3 separate regions of the Mus musculus genome follow, and regions 1 and 3 are each linked to region 2. A link is a contact called in public Hi-C and promoter capture Hi-C data. All regions are on one chromosome and are shown on one strand. The core of a region is the stretch at or near the end of the contact, and the rest is flanking DNA. Distances in the headings are between cores, read along the strand shown.

Region 1 (3,674 bases), core at 683-3,182, 1.1 Mb before region 2:
GCAAGCATCTATCAACTCAGTTATATCTCCAGACCGGCCACAGCTGTTAAGCACCTTTGATGGTGTTTTCTTTCTGGAAAGGAGCCGCTGAGCTGAACTTAGCAAGTACAGGGAATGCCTGCAAGTCGACTTGATGATCCTTTGTTGGGAATCCTGCATCTCTTCTCTATGCCTACACCTAGAAGAATCAGATTTCTTCCCTCAATAAAGAGAAAAGGGATTGGAGTTCACCTTGGATGCAACCTTGTACAATTGGACATTTATGCACTGACTTCAAGGTGAAGCCCAGGAAGTCCAAACCTAACTTAAGGTTAGCATTGCATCCAGCACGGAATCCAGAGATACTATCTCTGGATGTCTGGATAGTTTTATGTTCAAGCTTAGCAGATCCTTCAACAAGTAGAGACTGTTTCAATCTGCCCAGCCCTGCTTTCGGTTTCCCAGATTTCCTGGACTTTGGGTAAGAGCATGTGACTACATTCTAGGCCAAGGAAATGAAGACAGAAGTGATGGAAGCGACTTCTGAATCTGAGGCTAAATTCTAGTGTGACTTTTCATCCTCCTTTCTTTCCTGGTCCACTGCCTGGATATAGAAGATGGAGGGGTCCAGAATAACAAGAGAAAGGGGGCCTGAATACCAGTCACTATGCAATAAAAAGCACAAAGCCAGGCATGATAACACAGGCTTTTAGGCCTAACATTCAAGAAACAGGCCAATCTCTATGAGTTCAAATCCAGGCTGATCTACATACTGAGATCCATAAACATATGGCTACATAAACAGGTGACGCCCTTTCTAAAGAAAATAATTTTTTAAAAAGGAGACTAGTACAGAAATCACAGGATTGTGTTACATAAGAAACAACTTTCTTTAAAAGATTTATTTTTATTTTATGTGCATGAGTGTTTTATGCACACCAAACTCATACCTGGTGCCCAAGCAGGCCAGAAGAGGATGCCAAGTCTCCTAAAACTAGAGCTACAGATGCTTGTAAGCCACCGTGTGGGTGAGCCCCACGTGGATGAGACAACTCTCTACAACCCCCACCCCCACTAAACTGTTATTACTTCAAGCAAAGATATTTTGCTCTTTGTCTGTCTATCTGAACCATGAAGTTTGCCGTTCAGGAAATGTTTCTCCTCTTTTTCTTCTATCAGTAGAATATGCTCTATATTCAACACAGGAAAAGGGATGGGAGTGGGGATGGATGGCGTTTCAGCCCTGGGTGATATAATAGAACTCACTGTCCATGGGGGTTGTAGGAGCTGAAGAGGTAACTTTTTCAGGAGTGCAGTATCCCACTCCTGGAATGGGTTAACAAGAAAAAGCAAGGTTTGCAGGCACAGGAGCTTTTTCCCCTCTTTTTCCTTCTAAAAACCACATTGAAGGTTAACTGAAGGAGAAAAACCGCACCCTCCAGTACAGTGTTTCTAAAAGGCCACTGAGAAAAGGAACAGCGGAGCCCTCCCGGGAGTCCTAGCTCCCACCTCCGCCCTTAGACAATGCCTGAAAACAGCTTGTTTTAAGAAGCACCAACCACAAGAAAATAGAAAGAAGGAGACTCTGGAGAGCAAACGCAAGAGACTTGAGGCGACGCGGGTGGGGTGTCTCCCGCGAGCAGGGCTGCAGCAGAGCGCGCGTGCTCGCCCGCACACCCACAACCCTACACCACACATACATTCAACAAAACCCCAAGTCCTTCCCCGCTGCCCCCCCCCCCACGCCCTTCCCGCGGGGTGAGCAGCAGGCTCCTGGGTACTAGGAAAAGGAGATATATCAAGAAAAGAGACCACCGGGAGCTGGTGCCTGCCACCCTCCACGCGGGATCGCAACGGGTTAGGAACGCGGGCCGAGAAGGGCGGAGCCCCAGGCAGCCTGGAGATGCTGAGCGCCCCCCAGCCCCCGCGCGCGCTGGCCACGCCCTCCGCGCGGGCTGGCCACGCCCTCGTTGCGGCGGGCGAGAGGCGGGGCGGGGCGCGGTGTATATAAGACGAGGGGCGGGCGCCGCTCTTTTGTCTCTTGCTGCAGCAACGAGAGTGGGAGCACCTGGAGCGCGAGCTCGGAAGGAGAATCCACGGTAAGGCACAGCGCCGGCCTTGGGGCCTACCCTGGGTGGGGTCGGGCCAGTTTATGGCTGGCGGGCGCGTTCCCCTTCGGTTGCAACAGGCGACCCGGCGGTTTGGAATCTTCTGGGGCTAGCAGGCCACGCCCTGGGGCTTCGGAGGGAGGGTGTGGTGGACGAGTCTAGGATCCTCGGCCTCCGGGCTGCGGGAACGCCCAGGACTGGGAATGCCACGTTGAGAGGCGTTCGCGGAAGGCGCGGGATCCAGGACGCGCTGGTCACCCCCAAGCCCCTGGCCACCCATTATCACCTTGTTTCGCCCATCAGAGTTGTAAGAAAATGGCAGACAAGCCGGACATGGGGGAAATCGCCAGCTTCGATAAGGCCAAGCTGAAGAAAACCGAGACGCAGGAGAAGAACACCCTGCCGACCAAAGAGAGTAAGTGTGCCCCGGGTTCCCACCCCAGCGCTCCTCCCTTCCCTGCTGTGCCAGCCCGGCACCCCCACCCCCATCCGGCCACTATCTTCCCACCCCGAATCTAAGGCCACAGCCACCCTTCCAGTCACACAAAGCACTTTGTCTCTTCCAAACCCCTTCTCTGTCCGCAGGCCTCGTGGGTGCCTCACCCACACCAGGTTTGTGGGTTGGGTATGGGGGGCTGTAAGGTAGCTCCAATGACCACATCCCTCCCTTCGCAGCCATTGAACAGGAAAAGAGGAGTGAAATCTCCTAAAAGCCTAGGAAGATTTCCCCACCCCACCCCACCCCGCCCCATCATCTCCAAGACCCCCTCGTGATGTGGAGGAAGAGCCACCTGCAAGATGGACGCGAGCCACAAGCTGCACTGTGAAACCCGGGCACTCCGAGCCGATGCCACCGGCCCGCGGGTCTCTGAAGGGGACCCCTCCACTAATCGGACTGCCAAATTTCACCGGTTTGCCCTGGGATATTATAGAAAATTATTTGTATGATTGATGAAAATAAAAACACCTCGTGGCATGGTTGGCGTGGTCTGAATTTTTTAGTTGAGTATGCGTGGGCAGAGCGGTCTGGGAGTGAGTTGTGCCGCAGGGAGAGAGGAGGGGACGTGGTAGAATGGGTGAGGAGGATGTATCGTTTTTATTTTTGTTTTACGTGCTTCTCGACATGCGGTTTCCTGGGTTCTCAGTTGCTTCGCCCTTAATGCGATCCATGTCAATTTTAACCCCATTTTGAAAAATGCTGTCCAAAAGATTAAGCTTTGCTTTTGATCGGCTCTTCAAATCCTACCTTTTCTTCTGCCCTCTTAACCTTTCACGCACACCAGAAGCAGTGATTTGTTAAAGTCTGAGAGGAAAGGATGCAAAGAATCATTCAGGAATGTGGGAAATTGGGCGAGGTCGGGGTCCATCCCTCAGACACAAACACACGAGGTTTTCTATTGGGTGTTAACAGAATGAGGTGAAATAAAAACAAAGGCCAGATAAAACCGCATTATATCACAACTTGCGGAACATCTTCAGAACTGCAGCCACGGAGATCAGCCTAGTTTTTTGTCTCTGAACCTTATGCGAATGCGTTAGCCATTATAGAGGGAGCATAGGCTGAGCTGCCTCCCAGACAGATCCTCT
Region 2 (3,908 bases), core at 82-2,581:
ATGAATTTGGAGGAAGTAAAAAGTACTATCTACAAATGAGAATCAAAGCACAGCTAATACTTCTCAACAAAGCCTTGCATGACTCTAAGCTGAGACTCCACAACACTAATGTCCAGACTACTACAAAAACTGGAAGATAATCAATGAGGGTGTAGTTACAGGCTGCTTAATGTGTGCTGTTGGATAAATACCAACAGAAAACTAATACGGGGCTCACTTCCCTATGCAAGAGGCTGAAGGACAAACAGTAAAGCAAAAATAAAGAACAAAACTGCTTAACTTCAATCATCTCAGGATGACCCTGTCTCGAAACTTTATCCAATTACTGCTCAAGTTGCAGCATGTTCCTCATAACCTTTCAAGTGTTAGTTTTCTAAAACTTCTGAGTAATGGAAATGGGGTTTTTATTTTCAACTGTAGAAAGTTATACTGACAGTTATGAAAAATTAAAGAGAGACAAAACAGGGCGCCTAAGATACCTGAATGTCAGACATGGTTCCAGTGCTTAGAGACACTGATCCCCAAGCTAATCTCAGAAATAAGCACAAGGTCATGACTTCTGTCCTCCTTCAGCACCAGAAGTTTAAGCTCGAGAAATGAAAAATCTTTCACCTTTTACTATAAGACTAGCTCAAAGGCGCTCTCGGCTACGGAAACAAAAGGAACCCACTCCCAGATTAACAGCAACTTTGACCCCTAGGCTCTCCACCAGTCCAGGAACCTGCTTATTAAAGATGCAACAAGCCCTGAGAAGCAATCCCTGCTGGGAACTGTAGTTCTCCCGCGCCGACCTTCACGATTGGAAACCTATCACGTGCCCAACCGGCGGCCCAGACGCCAGCAGCCAGGATTGGTCCGAGACTGAGATAAGGAGGTACTGATTGGATACCAGGTCCCTGAAGCCACGCCTCAGCGGCACACCCGCCTCCCCGCGCTCCACACCCCAGCCCGCTTCTTCAGCAATAACCCTCGAGTCATTCCAGTCCAGCGGCCGCCCTAGAGGACTGCCTCGGTTCCCCGCACTAGGGGTGGCTCTGCCTGGGGGGGGTGCGCATCATGGATGCCTCTCACGTTGTCCGTTGGCAGTCCGCAGTCAGCGTGACCACGCGCCCCTTCGGAGAGACCCCACGCTCACCTGGGCCGCGACGGTCACGCCGGATAACTGACAGGCCCGCAGCATTTCTGCCGAAGCGACAGCGCTGCTGGTGGACGCGGGAACGACCGCGGCCGCACGAGAGGAGGGCGTGCGTGCTGGTGTGCGTGCCCGCGTCTGTACAGCCTAGCTGCGTCCGGCGCACCGGAAGGGCCACCGGCACCACTGCGCACGCGCCGCCTCCTCCCCTGCTACAGCCGAGGCGGCTCCCTGAGGGTGGGACTCACCCCGGCTGCGAAAAGGGGAGTAAAGCGGTGATTGGCGACTAGGAGGCGGAAGGGCAGGTTCTCCTTCCGGGTCGCGCTTGGGCGCTAGTTTGTCTGCAGATGACCGGGTTACTAGGTGAACTGGCCGGAGAGTGCTGTGTAAAGTTCGACTGTGACTCTTAGAATTAAAGCGTTGGTGAATTAAATTAGAATTAGACTCTTAGAATTAAAGGGATGGGGAGGTGGATCCGGTAGGGACGCCTGCTCCCAGTCCTGACGACCTGAAATTTGCGACCTCTCTGGTGGCAATAGAATCGATTCCAATTAGTTGTCCGCTGACTTCTTTATGGAGCTGAGGCACACGTATGCCTACAGGGTTTTTTTTTTTTTTTTGGTTTTTTTTTTTTTTTTTTTTTTTTTTTTTTCTTTTCCAAAGGGTTGCTGAAGAATAAGCGAATGTGCTGAAGGCATCCTGGGGCAGAATGTGTTTCCGGTGTCTTTAAATAGTAGAGAACGGATAGGAACCCAAATTCTAAGTTCAGGTTTTTACTTAAGTCACACCGCTTTTTTTTTTTTTTTTTTTTTTTTTTTGCCACTTTTATTTTATAAAGATGATTTCGGTCGCAGTTTTGGGGACGGTTTGGAAGACTCTTCCAAGCGTTCTGAGTTTAACAATGTGTTAAAAATTGACTGTCGTTAATATTCTATGTAAATTCCACTATGATTATGTGGTTCTCTTACCATAATAACATAGAAAAATAATTTTCAAAATCTGTTGGAGGCTGGACCTAGTCGTGCATGCTTTTAATCCCAGCGCTAGAGAGGTAGAGGTAGGCAGATATCTTTTGAGTTCAAGGCCAGCTTGATCTACAGAGTTCCAGGACAGCCAGCTGAATATATTGAGACCCTGTCTTGAAAACCACAAAACAACAAATCTGTTTGCAAAATACTTACAAGCCATAAGTAGGTGATTTGTTATGATACGATACAGATAAAAAAAAGCTGCACTTTTATTTTCATTTATAAAATAAATGAAGTCCAGTGTTGTGGTCACACTGTAAATGACAGCACTTGGGAGGCTGTTGCAGGATTGGACTACATAAATTTCAAACAAAAAACAGGAAAGATTTGAAAAATATCAAAAATGTGTTTATGTTCTATATTATCTACGTTCTATACATGCCAAGCTTTTCAGAGCACTTCAGTAATGTACTTGTCGATCTTTGTCATGTCATCATTCGACAGCCTCCAGTCCTCCCATTTTCTTAGTAAATCTAGCAGTCTGGCTCCATCCCTGTTCACCGCTGCTCTGGTTCTTGCCAGCGTGATAACGTCTCGCACACTGTTGACCCGGGGCTGCTTTTGTACTACACTTCGGACCTTGTACTACAGACAGTCTCCTTGGCTTTAAGATCTCATTCTTCAGGGCTGGAGAAATGGTTCAATGTCTAAGAGCATATATTATTCTTGTAGAGGACCCAGATTCAGTTCACAGCCCCAATATCAGGCAGCTTACAACTTCCTATAAATTATCAGAGAGCCCTCCAGATACAGACACAGACATGATTTATAAAAATAAATCTTAAGCCGGGCATTGGTGGCGCATGCCTTTAATCCCAGCACTTGGGAGGCAGAGGAAGGCGGATTTCTGAGTTCGAGGCCAGCCTGGTCTACAAAGTGAGTTCCAGGACAGTGAAGGCTACACAGAGAAACCCTGTCTTGGAAAACAAAAACAGCAAAGCTGGATCTGGGTGCAGGTGTGCAGGGCATCTGAGTTCGGTTCCCAGCACCCACCTCAGGCAGCTCATAACCTTTAACTGCAGCCCCAGGAGATTCTGCGGTACCTTCACTAATGTGTTGTATATAGTTTGAGAAAGAAAGATCTTTTAAAAGATCTTTATGGATCTGGAGAGGGCATTGGCCACTCCCTCAGAGACCAAGGTTGAGTGTCCTGTGTACAACACACCACGACCACCCCCCACACCATGGCTTGCAAACATCTGTAACTCCAGTTCCAGGTGATCCAGTGCCCTGTTTTGACCTCTGTAGTCTATGCATGCACATGGTGCAGATACATGTGCAGGCAAAACACCCATTCAAAAAAATAAATCTTTTTTTATTTAAACAAATTTTATTAGATATTTTCTTCATTTACAATTCAAATGTCCCAAAAGTCCCTTATACCCTCCCCACCCCGCTCCCTAGCCCCCCCCCCGAAAAGGTTAAATCTTAAAAAAAAAGAAAGAAAGAAAGAAAGAAAGATAGTTGTGATGGCACTTGTTTGTAACTCTTTTGCTTGGAAATTAAGACAGATCCCTGGGCATCCAGTCTACAGTCTGTGAACTTGAGAATATTTGAGAAACCTTGCCTTAAAAAAGGAGAGGGAATAGAAATGGCTCATTAGGTAAGAGCTGTGATGGCTAATTTTTATCAACTTGACACAAAGTAGAGTCACCTGGGAAGAGTGAAACTCAATTGAGTAATTACTTCTATCAGACTGACCTGTTGGCATGTCTGGGGGGGGCATTCTCTCTCTTTTTTTAAATGTT
Region 3 (3,678 bases), core at 852-3,351, 1.1 Mb before region 2:
CTGGGCCATCTATGGAACACAGTAAGTTTGGTAAAGATACCTGTGACTTTCAACTGGACATGGGGGAAACCAAGGAGGCATGGGAAGGAGATCTAGGGCAGGAAGAGCTGGAGATTCACGGCTAAGCTGGGATACTAACAATGAAATCACTGTCAAAAAAACATGGTAGTCCCTTGGAGGTCAGACCAAGCTATGTTTCCTCCCATGAACAAGACTAGCTAACCCTACCGGGCAGTGGTAACACAGGCCTTTAAACCCAGCACTTGGGAGGCAGAGGCAGGTGAAAAAAAAAAAAAAACTAGCTAACCCTTCAATACAGTAAGACTTGTTTTTAATGTTTCTTCCCCTAGCATCATGCCTGTACACAACCCTGAGTGACTTTTCCGTAGACTTGGGACTTGGGGCACACTTCACCTCACAGCTCCAGCCCCTTCTTCCTCCTCAATAGTCTCCTTTCTATTTTCACCCAGTTTTTTCCATACTTACTGGTATTCCTTTCTGGAAGTGTTGCTTTTGTTGGCTACTCTAAATGCTCCAGCATTTTTACAGAACTGCTTACAAACTTTGATACAAATTTATAAAAAACCATTATTCACCACCTGTGTATGCGTTAAGAGCTGCTAGCCTGACTTTCACAGCTCAAGTTCAGGGAACTGGCTTACACCCAGGATCACTTGCCAATAATAAAATGTGTAGGGTTGTCAGAAAGGACCCACTAACCAGGATGTCGATCAGGCTAACTACAAACCCTGCTCTCCCTTTGTAAGCCCTACTAGGCATAGTCTTCCTCAGGCCGGTCTGTAGTGTGCGGAATTCCACACCCGAAACAGAAATATTTGTTATCTAGTCCTCATTTAAACCCAAATTAGGTGGGGGTGTGGTGGAAGATGCCTTTCGTTCCAGCCCCTGGGAGATGGGAAGGTCAGAATCAGCTACTTGAGCAATTCAAGGACTGCCTCGGGCTATCTGAGGTCATGCCTCAAAACCACCCCCAATTTAATTACAGCTAGTTTCTTGGGTAGACAGGGATGACCTACTATGTAGTCTCTCGGATTAAGCCTTTTAGTATTTTCAAAACCAGACATATCTTAAATCATATTCAATAAAATATTGTAACAAATAGGGTCCTTCCTTTGCTACTCTACACGTCGAATCTTGGTACTGTATCTCTCCTGCATCTATTGATATGCTTGCCCTTTTTGAAAGTCACAGAAGCTAAGGCAACCAACGCTTTGTCCAGGTCCCACAGTCGGTGGAGGGTGGGCAAATTAGGAAAATCGCCAAAGCAAGCAGTACCTTGGACCCTAGTTTCAGTAAACTTAGCTGGGAACTTTGTCCAATCTCGAGACTACCAAGGCAAAATTAACCACCCAAAGCGAACCAATTTAGAGCGAAGGCTCAGCAAGGTTAAGTCACTTGTTCAAGGTTACACCGAGCATATCAGAACCAGAATCCCAGGGCTGAACACGTCTTAACTCCAGGGCGCGATCTGTTCTACCTGCGCCACGCCACCACTGACACGTGGTCAGGGGTAGTCTCAAGTGTTTGTCGAGTTAGCAATGCCTGAAGAGAAAGTAGCCTGTAAGGAGCCTGGGTGGAGGGAAAGACCTGCACACACAGCCGGAAGCAAAGTACCCCCGAAGCCCACCAAGTTTTTCCCGCAGCGCATTCGAGCGGGCGGCCGAGCCGGCTCGCTAGGCCTCGGCCTCCCCCTGGGTCTGGGGACCCGCGAGCCCCGGAGGCCCGACTGCCATTCCCTTCTGGGTCCCCGGCTTTCAAAGCAGCACACAAACACACACACGTCCCCGGGACGTCTGCGATGGCCCGGCCGCCGCGCGCCCAGGCGCTGGGGAGCCACGTCGGGGGCGTTTCGCGTCCTCGTCCTCCCCACGCGCAGCGTGGCGGGCCGCGGCTGGGCTCGGGTGCCTGCGGGACCGCGGCAGGACCGCCGCCAAGCACGGTCGCCCGCCGGCCGCGGGGCCTCAGGGCGGCGAGAGGCGGGGCGGGCGTGCGGGCGGAAGGAGGCGGAAGAGGAGGAAGAGGAGGAGGAGGAGGCGGCGGCCGGAGCCGGGAGACGGACGGGCGGGGGGCGGGCCGGGGGAGGGGACGAGCGGGATTTGCGGACGCCGCGCCGCTGCCGGGAGCCGGCGGGGGCCCGAGAGTGACCGAGTCACGGCGGGCGCCGGCGGAGCCGCGGCCGCGTCGGACCCGCCTCCTGGAGGAGCTCAGCCCCGGCCAGGCCCGGCCCCATTCCCGCCCCGCGCCGCCTCCCCGCCGCCGCCGCCGCCGCCGCCGCGGGAGCGCTCCCCTGCCCACCCCGCCCCCGCGGCCGAGCCCGGGAGTCGAGTGGGAGTCGGCCGGCCGGGCGCGGGCAGCGCCGGGAGCCCGCGGTGGGGGCACACTGCAGCCGGGAGCCCGGGAGGGGCCGCGCCGCCAGCGTCTGAACTAGGATGTCCCGACATGAAGGTGAGAGCCGAGCCCCCGCCCCCACCGCTTGGGCCTCGGCCTACCCCGCCCGAAGTCCGGGCGCCGCCGAGGGCAGCGGGGCACCGGCGGGGACGCGGGCCGGGCCCGAGTCGCGGGGCTGGGGAACCCGAGGCCACCGCGGCCCGAAGAGCGAGCGGGAGCGGCGGCCGCAACCGTGGCTTGCGGCCGCGGCCCTGAGCTGGGCCTGGAGCCGGAGGCGGGGCGGCCGGGCGGCCGGAGGCTTTGCACTGTCATGGGGCGGGAGAGGGGGAGGGGAAGCGGCGGGGCCCGTTACCGGCGGGAGCCTGGCCCTCGGGACACATACCGGACGCCGAGGCCCGGCCGGCCCGCCCGGGGGAACCGCGGGGCCCCGGCGCGGCCTAGCTGCGGCGGCTCCCGGAAGAGCCGGGCGCCGTGGCCGAGCCGGGTCTCGGGCGTGCGGCCGCGACAAGGGGGAGCGGGGTCCGGGCCCCGCGGGCGCGTCCGGTCTCTGGGAGACCGCGGGCGAGCGACGGCCCCGCCTGAGGGCCGCGGCCGTGCGGGCGGGAAGACGCCGCGGCTCGGGCTCGGGCAGCCCTCTGTGACTGGAGCTCGCCCGGCCTCGCGGTAGGCCTCTGCGCGTCCCTGGGCTCGGGTAAGCCAAGTTCCCGGGGCGGATCCAGCCCGGCCGCGGTGAGCAAACTCCCTGCTCCGTCACCTCGCCGGAGCGGAACTTGCTCCCGGCCGGTCCCGGGCCCTCACCCGCGTGCGCTGCCCACCGAAGCAGGCTTCCAGTCGGGGGGCGTTTGGACTTCCGCGGTGCCCTGTGGAAACACGCTGGGGTTCTGTGGTTAAGAATCAGACCACTCGCGTCCCAGCCCCACGGCACAAAGGCACAAGTGTTTTCAGGCCGATGGATGGGCGATGAACTGGCGAAAAAATAAGTTAACTTGAATTTACTACCATATGGTTTAGGAAGGGGGGAGGGGGCTATGTTCTCTTTGTTTCACTACAGCAGGTTTTACCTTTAAAAGTAGTCACCGACTTAGTGAAAAGTTTATTTCGGTACGGTTAATGGAAGATTGTATAAGTGACCTGAAAATAATTGAGTCCCTAAGATTTTCCAAATCCTGTATAGGTGTTTTGGAAGTGAAGAAAGTTTGAGGAGGCAGTTTATCGCCGAGGGAAGGGCATTCTTAGGGAAGTACAGACCTTGGCTTTTCTAAGGTGACA

The links. Promoter capture Hi-C pulls out the DNA fragments that hold promoters and counts their contacts. Hi-C and Micro-C count contacts between places; a contact is called where the count stands out from the background.
Region 1: a promoter capture Hi-C map of pre-B cells shows a contact between it and region 2, with 2.4 times the contacts expected there. The contact joins the promoter of Tmsb10 here to the promoter of Immt in region 2. A contact is called at or near these places in 1 of 39 promoter capture datasets (pre-B cells), 1 of 115 datasets of contacts at active chromatin or transcription factors (pancreatic cancer cells) and 1 of 9 other capture datasets (adipose tissue).
Region 3: a contact with region 2 is called in a Hi-C map of uterus. The contact joins the promoter of Kcmf1 here to the promoter of Immt in region 2.

The regions. Positions count from the first base shown.
Region 1 is chr6:72,956,741-72,960,414 of GRCm38.p6, reverse strand. It overlaps Tmsb10 (thymosin, beta 10), which reads left to right and starts at 1,932. Exons shown (of 3, transcript NM_025284.4): 1 at 1,932-2,078; 2 at 2,391-2,502; 3 at 2,763-3,068. The coding sequence starts at 2,403. The coding sequence ends at 2,797.
Region 2 is chr6:71,828,743-71,832,650 of GRCm38.p6, reverse strand. Immt (inner membrane protein, mitochondrial) reads right to left here and starts at 1,331. Exons shown (of 15, transcript NM_001253681.1): 1 at 1,136-1,331. The coding sequence starts at 1,180.
Region 3 is chr6:72,898,402-72,902,079 of GRCm38.p6, reverse strand. Kcmf1 (potassium channel modulatory factor 1) reads left to right here and starts at 2,101. Exons shown (of 7, transcript NM_019715.2): 1 at 2,101-2,466. The coding sequence starts at 2,451.